Regions from separate parts of the Hordeum vulgare genome. Here regions 2 and 3 are each linked to region 1. The links are chromatin contacts, called in public Hi-C and HiChIP or PLAC-seq maps. All regions are on one chromosome and are shown on one strand. The core of a region is the stretch at or near the end of the contact, and the rest is flanking DNA. Distances in the headings are between cores, read along the strand shown.

What was found. Hi-C and Micro-C count contacts between places; a contact is called where the count stands out from the background. HiChIP or PLAC-seq counts read pairs in DNA pulled down with a chosen protein or histone mark.
Region 2: a contact with region 1 is called in an H3K4me3 HiChIP or PLAC-seq map of embryo, with 2.6 times the contacts expected there. The contact joins the promoter of LOC123410529 here to the promoter of LOC123408889 in region 1. A contact is called at or near these places in 1 of 6 Hi-C or Micro-C datasets (leaf) and 1 of 1 datasets of contacts at active chromatin or transcription factors (embryo).
Region 3: a Hi-C map of seedling shows a contact between it and region 1, with 2.8 times the contacts expected there. The contact joins the enhancer-like site here to the promoter of LOC123408889 in region 1. A contact is called at or near these places in 5 of 6 Hi-C or Micro-C datasets (leaf, seedling and an unstated tissue) and 1 of 1 datasets of contacts at active chromatin or transcription factors (embryo).

What each region holds. Positions count from the first base shown.
Region 1 is chr7H:223,310,805-223,313,835 of MorexV3_pseudomolecules_assembly, reverse strand. It overlaps LOC123408889 (la-related protein 6B-like), which reads right to left and starts at 1,454. Exons shown (of 10, transcript XM_045101920.1): 1 at 1,057-1,454. The coding sequence starts at 1,350.
Region 2 is chr7H:222,975,152-222,978,182 of MorexV3_pseudomolecules_assembly, reverse strand. LOC123410529 (ankyrin repeat-containing protein At5g02620-like) reads right to left here and starts at 1,576. Exons shown (of 4, transcript XM_045103477.1): 1 at 1,259-1,576; 2 at 469-1,092. The coding sequence starts at 835.
Region 3 is chr7H:223,609,693-223,612,723 of MorexV3_pseudomolecules_assembly, reverse strand. It overlaps LOC123412578, which reads left to right. Exons shown (of 16, transcript XM_045105528.1): 16 at 1,014-1,286. Among protein-coding and RNA genes, the nearest start is that of LOC123412578, 7.1 kb to the left of the region's middle. Within about 2 kb of position 1,588, at least 1 of the 3 cell types and tissues checked has open chromatin away from gene starts, as enhancers often do. A contact at or near this core is called in seedling, where this site is marked.

The DNA.
Region 1 (3,031 bases), core at 205-2,704:
CTATTCAACCCTATTACCCTCAAAAGGTGAAACATTCTTCCTATGAAGCATCCAATACAACAGTTGCAATACTACAGAAAGACAACATTGTATAAATTTGTCGTATTTTCTCTACGATTCTACACAATCAGTAACTTATAAACTGAATGGAGGATCACATATCTGCCAAATGTTGATGACTTGACATACACACAAATCTAATTTATCTCTCTTTGATCCATGCTGCTCCACTCATGTCACTTAACCCTATCCCCAAAATACCACATGACAAGGCAGTTTGTGGCATTTCAGGGATCCCCCATATTTATCCAAAAATATGTACACCCTCCGTTTCAAAATATAAGACCTTTTAGAGATTTGACTAGGAGACTACATACGGAGCAAAATGAATGAATCTACACTCTAAAATATGTCTAAGTACATCCGTATGTAATTTATAGTGCAATCTCTAAAAGGTCCTATATTTAGGAACAGAGGGAGTAGTATTCTCCGAAAAAACAGTTGCAGATCTATGAGTTGGCGCTTACAAAAGTACCATTGCTCAACAGATATCATCTTATATCTAATCCCACCCACCTCTCTCAGGTCCATTCGTTTGTACTTACCAATGCATACTATACCAGACCCAGAGTACAATCTAGCATACATTTGTAAAGCCAGATTGGTTATCCATATTATAGTTGAGAAGCATAAAACTGGGAGAAGGCATCAGATAAATGATGAGAGGATCCGCTTAACCGTATATAAATATTCAAGAAAGCCATGCGGCCATGCCCTGACGTCCGACGGCCATCTCTATTGTCAACATATTTGAACCTCAAAATTAGATTTGCCAACGCATGATACTATGATCGATGTGCTGATGAAGTTATGGAGCAGCAAGCAAACAATCGAATCAGAGGTCAGCGCTTCACATCTCCACGCCTCAACAAAAACCCCATCTAAACCTTTTAGTTCTTCGCCAAAGGGTCAAACTTTATCGCGGGACACTTGAGGTTTCGTAGCAACGCAGTGGATACCGCAGCAATCGACTGAAAGAAAAGAAAAAGAGTCTACCTGCTTGACGACCCGGCGAGCGAGTTCCTCGGGCAGGACGAGCTGGGCGTTATCCACCACCGCCGCGGCATCCCCCTCACCATCTCCCTGGTGGTGGTGCTGGTGGCGGTACTGCTGCTGGTGCTGGTGATGCGGCTGGTGGTGGTGGTGGTGCTGATGGTGGGGCCCGCGGCGATGTGGACGGGCTTGGTGCTGGGCGGCGGATCGGGGGGTGAACTCCGGGGCGGCGGCGTTCAGGCGACCAGTCGCCGCCGAAGAGGGGGAGGAGGACTCCGGGACCTCGTCTTGAGCCATGGAGATTGGAGAGGGGAGGGGGCGGGGAGGGAGGAGGGTTTCGTCTCGCCTCCGCTTTCAGGTACAGTACAAGGAAGAGAGCAAGGAGGAGAGTACAAAAGGCGGCCACACCTCCAAAACAAAGGGGAAACAAAGGGAAAAGTAGTAGTACTAGCTTAGGGTGAGTTATTAGGGCACAAATACAAACATAGATTCCTTTTTCTTTTCTTTTTTTGCACGGGGAAATACAAACATAAATCGTCTCAAAAAGAGTAGTAGATTTTGATGTGGGATTTTCTTCAAATTCATCCCATATGTGATGATTAAATTCAAGTGGTTAGAGCATCTACAACAGGAATCCTCGGACGCCTCCTAAATTTTCGGACGAACGATCTAGTTAGTGACCGGTCACTAAATCACGACTCTGTCAAAATCCACAAACCAGTTCTATTACGTTTGACCTGACCAGCAATCCTCATATCTGAGATCGATATGAGGAGGCCCCGTCATGCTCACGCGTGTCCATCATGTCATATTGACGGGCATGACCCACAAACCCATGTCGAAACCCATCGGTCCAGTGTTGACGCAATCATGCCGTCGCTCTAGCGCGCAGCCTAAGGGGCGATATATGTCTATTTAAGTGGAACAGGGCCCATCAACCCTAGCCCGTTTCATTTTCACCCTCACCGTCCGCCGCCACTTCCAATCCACTCGGAGCTCGTCGCCCCTGGTAGCCATGGCCCGCCCATAGATCATTACATATGCCATGCTCGCTCTGAAGCACCGGTTGGTGCTCCTAGCAGAGATCCAGGCCTGACGCGCTGCTTGAATTGCAGTTGGCCTACCTCCATACCACTACTTGTGAGTTGCGTTATTTTTATTCAAAGAAGAAGGATGAAGCAATATAGTAGCGGATAAATATTTTCCCTTGATAAGAACCAAGGTTATTGAACCAATAGGAAAACCATGCAAATTACCGTCTTGGCAAATAAACACACAAAAGCAAATACTTGCACTTAATGCGGGCAAGAGGGTTGCCAATCCCCTTGAACTCGTTACTTGCAAGGATTAATTCTCATAGTGATAGATATATAAAAAGAAAATTAAAAAAGTAAATCAACTGCAGCAAGTCATTTTTGGTTTTGTGTGATAGATATATAAGTAGACCGGGGGCATACTTTTCACTAGAGACTTCTCTCTCGAACACATATCATACGGTGGGTAGACATATTGTTCAATAATTGATAGAAAAGTGCATAGTTATGATGTTATTCATGGCATTGATCATGTATATAGGCATCACGTCCGTGACAAGTAGACCGACTCCTGCCTGCATCTACTACTATTACTCCACCAATTGACCGACTCATGCATGCATCTATGGTAGTTAAGTTCACACGAAGAGAGTAACTCTTTAAGCAAGATGAGATAATATAGACTAAATCCAATCAATATGAATAAACCTCGTGGTTTTATTCTTGATGGCAATAATACAAATACATGTCTTGTCCCCTATTGTGACTGGGATATAGAGCACTGCAAGATTGAACCCACTACAGAACACCTCTCCCACTAAAGATAAATCAATCTAGTTGGTCAAACCAAATAGATAGATTGGAGAGAAATACAATTTTATAACAATCACGCATAATAAAGTTCAGATTTGACTCAATTATTTTCAATGAATGATCTAATCATA
Region 2 (3,031 bases), core at 327-2,826, 340 kb after region 1:
TACGACTATCTCTTACACATCACACCATAACTTCTTTGAGAATAATCCAGAATTTCCCTACCACTCATAAATCAGGACTGCTGGTGCTACTGAGAAACTCAACTTGTCAGTTGCCACATACTAGTACATAAAATAGTCAAGATTAGAGTCTAAATAAAATCTGGTATGCATTATTTTCAGACATTAATGAGAAAAGAGGATAGCCACGGAATAATTGATGTTAGCACTTGTTCTTAGATGAAATATCATGAACAAAATCAATGTTCTTGTTGTGAGCACTAGTATGCCACCAACTCAATCAGACAAGAAGAGACATTTTTCGACCCAGAGCAATCTACTCACTGCACCAAAATCTATGCCCACATCCTGAATACAAAGACCTCTAAGGAATCATCTCACAGGCTTGGATTGAAATGAATTATCAGAACAAACAATATGCCGGTCTGGTGACAAGGAAAAAAAGGTTACCCAGATGGCCCTGCTTGGCCGCGATGTGGAAGGCGTCGAAGCTGTTGCTGGCCTTGATCCCCGCCGTCTGCATATCGGACACCTTCAGGATCTCGCGCACCACCTCGGTGTGCCCCTTGTCGGCGGCCACGTACAGCGCCGTCTCCCCGTCCTGGTTCGGCCGGGCGGCCAGTTCGCCGGCCAGCTCCCGGCCGGGTTCGGCAAGGATCCTCTGGACGTTGGAGACGTTGCCGGCCCTCGCCGCGAGGTGGAGCGGCGTGTCACCGCGCTTGCCGGGACTGTCCTTGCTCCGCCTGAAGTTGTCCATTCCCCGGAAGCTCTTGAGCTTCTCCAGCGCGCCCAGGCGGAAGCTGGTCTGCCTCTCCATGTCCAAGCCCAAGAATCAACCAGACGTGACCGGAGGGATTCCTGTTCTTGGGAAAATCCAGGTAACCCCTTGCCTCACCAACTCCGGTGATTACGGTTGCTTCTCTTGATTCCTACGGACCTGAGATTGTGATCGCGAAAAATTCAAGACTTGCCTTCTCTGATTTACAGGAGGCAAAGGCTGCCTTGGACCAACCGTTGCAAGCACTGGGATCCCCACCAATCAATAGCCTTGGGCCATGAACACAGCACCTGATACTGCAAGGGGGAGAAGACAAATCTCAGCATTCTTGCCAGCTTTTGGCACGGCGGCCGATCCTAACAAAGAACATCTCCAAGAACCGAAGATGAACGAGAAAAGCTATGAAATTCAAACCTACAAACTGAGACAGGAGAAAAGGAAAAAATAAAAATGAAACCTTACCAATTTCCCCCCAGAAGCCAGTGCACCAAGGAAACAAAACCAGATGATTGATGCTAGAGCTCCCAAAACCCCAGGCTCTCTTGCGCCGGTCGCCACGAACCCAGATGGCAGGCAGGACCTTCCAATGAGCCAAGAAAAGAGAAGGGAACCAAGGTCCAGTGGGAATCTTGGACCTCTCCTAGCTTTTATTCTTCTCGTTTGTTGGCTGGCTCCTCTCCTATCCTAGAGCTCACTTTCAGGGTTCACCACCTCTGCTTGGCCTCTTTCCACCCCCAAGTGCAGTACGGTTTGTTTCTTGCATTTCTGGGAATAATTAACTGCGCAAGTTGGCCGTCTCTATTGGTTCCCATTTTCTTTTCATGTTCATTTTTCAAATTCATGCTGGAGCTCCCACTAGCTCGATAATAAAAATATAATAACAATAATAATGATAATACTAAATAATAATTATGATAACAGTAAGCTATTATGTATTACTCCTTCCGTGTAATTTAGTTATCGCTCAAACAAATGTATCCTGTGGAAGCATGTTAAAAAATATAGGCACAAAACAGTTTTCAGTCATAAGGATTACATAGTCGAGTTGGTCATTTTTGTACTTACTTCCTTAGTTCTTAAATATTTTTTTTTTAGAGATTTCATTAAAACTATATATAAAATAAAATAAAAGAATCTATAGTCTAAAATATGTCTATATGTAGATTTGTATGTAATTTTTTTAATAAGTAAAAAGACTTATATTTAGAAATGGAGAAAGTATATGTAATCAATCCAGTTTCACTTTCCCTATTTGAAGGATCCAGTGGAGGCGTATGTGAACATAAAAAACACTTGTTATTAGAGTATAAAAAAGAAAACGGAAAACAGTTGTACTTCTGGTTTATAAAACATCGAAATGGCCATACCTTACACGTGATGCCGACAAGATTCTTTTAGGCCCCACCTGTCAACGTGACATTATAGGTAGCTCTTCTTTGAATGCATACACGTATGTATAGGTGAAGGTGCACATGCTGCCTTGTGTGGGCTCCGGCCGGCAGCCGAAAGCCGCCAAAAGCCCAATCACTTGAGAGCACAAGAATACAACACATTGCATGTGGCCGCCCTGCCTCCCCCAGCATTAAATATACAGTACAAATAATGGTTTGTCACGAATTACCATCCTAGTACAATGATATATCCCCTTCGTGTTTATTTACTTGACATATTAGCTTTGTGTCTAGTCGAACTTTTTAAACTTTAACCCAAGTTATACAAAAAAAAATAAGATCCAAAATACCAAATCAAATAAGATCGAAATCGTCATTAAATATATTTTCATATCATATATATTTTTTATTGTGAAATTATGGATTATTTAAAAAAATTGACTTAAGCTTAAGCTAATATGCGTAAAATGGAGGGAGTATATATTTATGTATGGAGTGGGGGGGGGGGGGAAACACAAGCTGGGGCCAAACGATGGGTACCTCTTAAAGTGTGTCCTTCGCCTCACTTCACTTTGAAGTTGAGAATGACAGCCCCACGAGAAAAAAATAAAAAAAAATGTTACTCTGTAGGTATGAGTACAAAATGAGCAACAATGACTAGAAACAATCATTTGAGATTTATTAAAAATTTTAGCAAAAAGAGTATCTGTATTATAACAGAGGAAACATATTAGGACATGACCAATGCATAGTCCCAGATTGATGTTCCATATGCCTCGGATATAAATTTGGATGGTGTAGCAAGATCCTCTGTAAAAGGTTGGTGCTTTAGAAAAAAAAGTGT
Region 3 (3,031 bases), core at 339-2,838, 300 kb before region 1:
TCTTGCTAGTATATTAATCTAAAAGATTTATTGTTTTTAGCTTTACTTTCTTTGTTTGAGATGGTTTCCGTCCCCAGAGTGTAGTAAATACCCACAAGAATTGGAACTTTGCACTCAAGTAGTTCCATCTACATGTACATGTCTTGCACTGACCAAGAGCAGGCAGAAAAACTGCAACGCTATTAATGTAGTACAAGGACTGCATGAAATGGAAGCAATGCCTTTTAATCCCTAGTATATAGTAAATCAGTTATATGTGGAATTGCCCAGTTGAAAAAATAAAATGATGTCATGATTATAGTACATACTCCCTCCGTTCCTAAATATAAATATCTTTTAGAGATTTCACTATGGAGTACATACAGATGTACATAGACATATTTTGGAGTGTAGATTCACTCTCATTTTGCAGTGTAGGTAGTCCGTAGTGGAATCTCTAGAAAGATTTATACTCTCTCCGTTCCTAAATATAAGTCTTTTAAGAGATTTCACTAGGGGTCTACATACGAAGCAAAATAAGTGAATCTATAATCTAAAATATGTCTATATACATTCGTATGTAGTCCACTAGTGAAACCTCTAAAAAGACTTATATTTAGGAACAGAGGGAGTATTTAGGAACGGAGGGAGTAGTCTATAGTGAAATCTCTAAAAGGTCTTGTATTTAGGACTGGAGGGAGTACATATGTTGTTTCCCTCTGTTCCAGAATATAAGGTGTATGAGTTTTTTCACAAGTCAAATTTGTGCATGTTTGATCAAGTTTTTAGAAAAAAATATCATCATCTACAATACCAAATTTGACTTTTGAAAAAACTAAGCACGCCTTATTTTTGAAACGGGAAGGGAGTAGCATGTTATCTTGGTCTTGCACCTTTCCGGGACATTTAATAATTTACCTTTGCTGACATTGTAAGAGATATCTTGTTTGGTGCTAAAATACTAGCGAAGATACAAATGCTATCAGTTTGGAACCCAAGCATGGAGCTGACATGCTTATTTTTTCCGACTGTAGGTTGTCCGATTGGTTTAAAATGGGCGGTGAAGTGGCAAATCATGTCAAGTTGGCTGAGTTTTGGTTTCAAATGGCTGAAGATCTGTTGAATTCATTATTCAAAATTTGTGCACCATTGCTTTTATAACAGTGCCTACCTGCATTGCTGCTCTTTACCTTATTTTGGCAAGTTGTCCTGCGATCCTAGTCCAGAATCAGAAAAATACCGAGGAAGTTTTGCAACCGTGTATGTGGTGCACACTTGAATTGATCGTGTTGAATGCCTGTGGCTTATACCTGCGTCTCATTTACGTGCCGAAGATGAATGCTACCTCTTTTTTTATGTGAGGTCTCCATAAAAAACTAGCATCCTTGAATGCCTGTGGCTTATACCTGCGTCTCATTTACGTGCCGAAGATGAATGCTACCTCTTTTTTTATGTGAGGTCTCCATAAAAAACTAGCATCCGTTGTTAGCTTGTTAGAGAGAATAGCGACAGATTGCCCAATTGATTGCTCTGTAATGAGGCACAGAGCTTGCATGTACTACCCTTGCCCTACCTTACAAGCAAAGTAGCTGTCGCTCCCGATCACTGTGAGCCTGTGCTTCTCCATAAACCAAGCAGCTCCCAAGCCCCACTTTGGCATTTCACACCCAACCCTGACCCTGCAAACATGTAGCTGCAGAATACATGGACTTAGCTTCTCATTGCTCGTTAGGCGGCTGCTCTTTCGTTTTTGAACGCCTTGCCATGCAACCTTATTCTCTTCCCGTACGCCTGCCGATCACTTTCAGAATCTGTAGAAGCAAGTATCAGCTCTTGTGTGGACATGTAGCTTGTGGGCTCGAGCTCACTTGCGCCCATTCTTGGCAACAAACATTGATGTGTGCTTCAGATATGTGTAAATTTTTGGGATGAAACAACATTTGTGGAGTCTGGGCAAAAATAAATTAATATCAATGCTCCAAAAAACTGTTTTTGGAAGCACTGTTTTTTGTTATTTTCCCTACATTTCTCCTAGATCTCGATGAAATTCATTCCATCACAAAAAATTGCACGTATGTGAAAACACATCAATGTTTATTGCCAAAACAATAGCGTAATTTCGGCATGCTTCCTTTTCTTCATCTTGATGATTTCAATCCTCTCTTCATCCTCCTCTTTGTTTTTGGGCTCCTTCCTTGATTGTTCTAGGTCCACACCTGCATACGTAACCATGCATGGCATTTTGGATTGAGGTATAACCCAATTTTCAACATGCCTCCACACTTTGTTAAGAGGAATGTACATCCAAGAATCTTAAGGAGGTAAGATTGTTGTCATTAAGAGCGTTGCATTTTTTATGTTCCTTCCACTATCCATAATCAAGTCTTAAATTCAAAACATCTACAATATCTTGACCTTTCTAGTGTGGCATCCTTAGATTGTCAGATTCCGTGTTTGTGTTTGTGTGTGTGTGTGTGTGTGTGTGTGTGTGTTTTATAACTTGCAATCTTTGAGGCTCAATGGTTGTTAGTATCTAGATTTACTAGAAGATATGCGTGCCACGAGGAAGCTCATCCATCTTATCTTTTTGGATGTGATAGTCTTAAACACATGCTATCAAACTTAGTTTATCGATTAATCTTTACACATTAGCAACATTTATTTTTGACATCGAAGATCGTCGTGGAATTAATGAACTCAAAGACACGTGACACCTAGCCAATAGGTTGATGCACAGGAAGCTGATTTTCATCAGAAATAAAACATAATGAATTGTCGTATTGGGGCCGCTCCAACAATAAAGATGAGAAGTCGGAACATGATGATTGTACCGAGGAACAAGTGCTAGATTGTCCATGGAGAAAGTGGCTAGAGGGCAGAGCACGATGCAACCTAACTAAGATAAGGGGCATGTCAAGAAAGGGAGTAAAACTCATCAATAGAGAAAGAACATCGTGGCATGCAACAAACGCCTAACAAAAAGAGTCAGAACCCACGGATCACTAGGAGCGAAATGCAAGCGGTATGGGCAATCGAAGGAGGACGCCACACC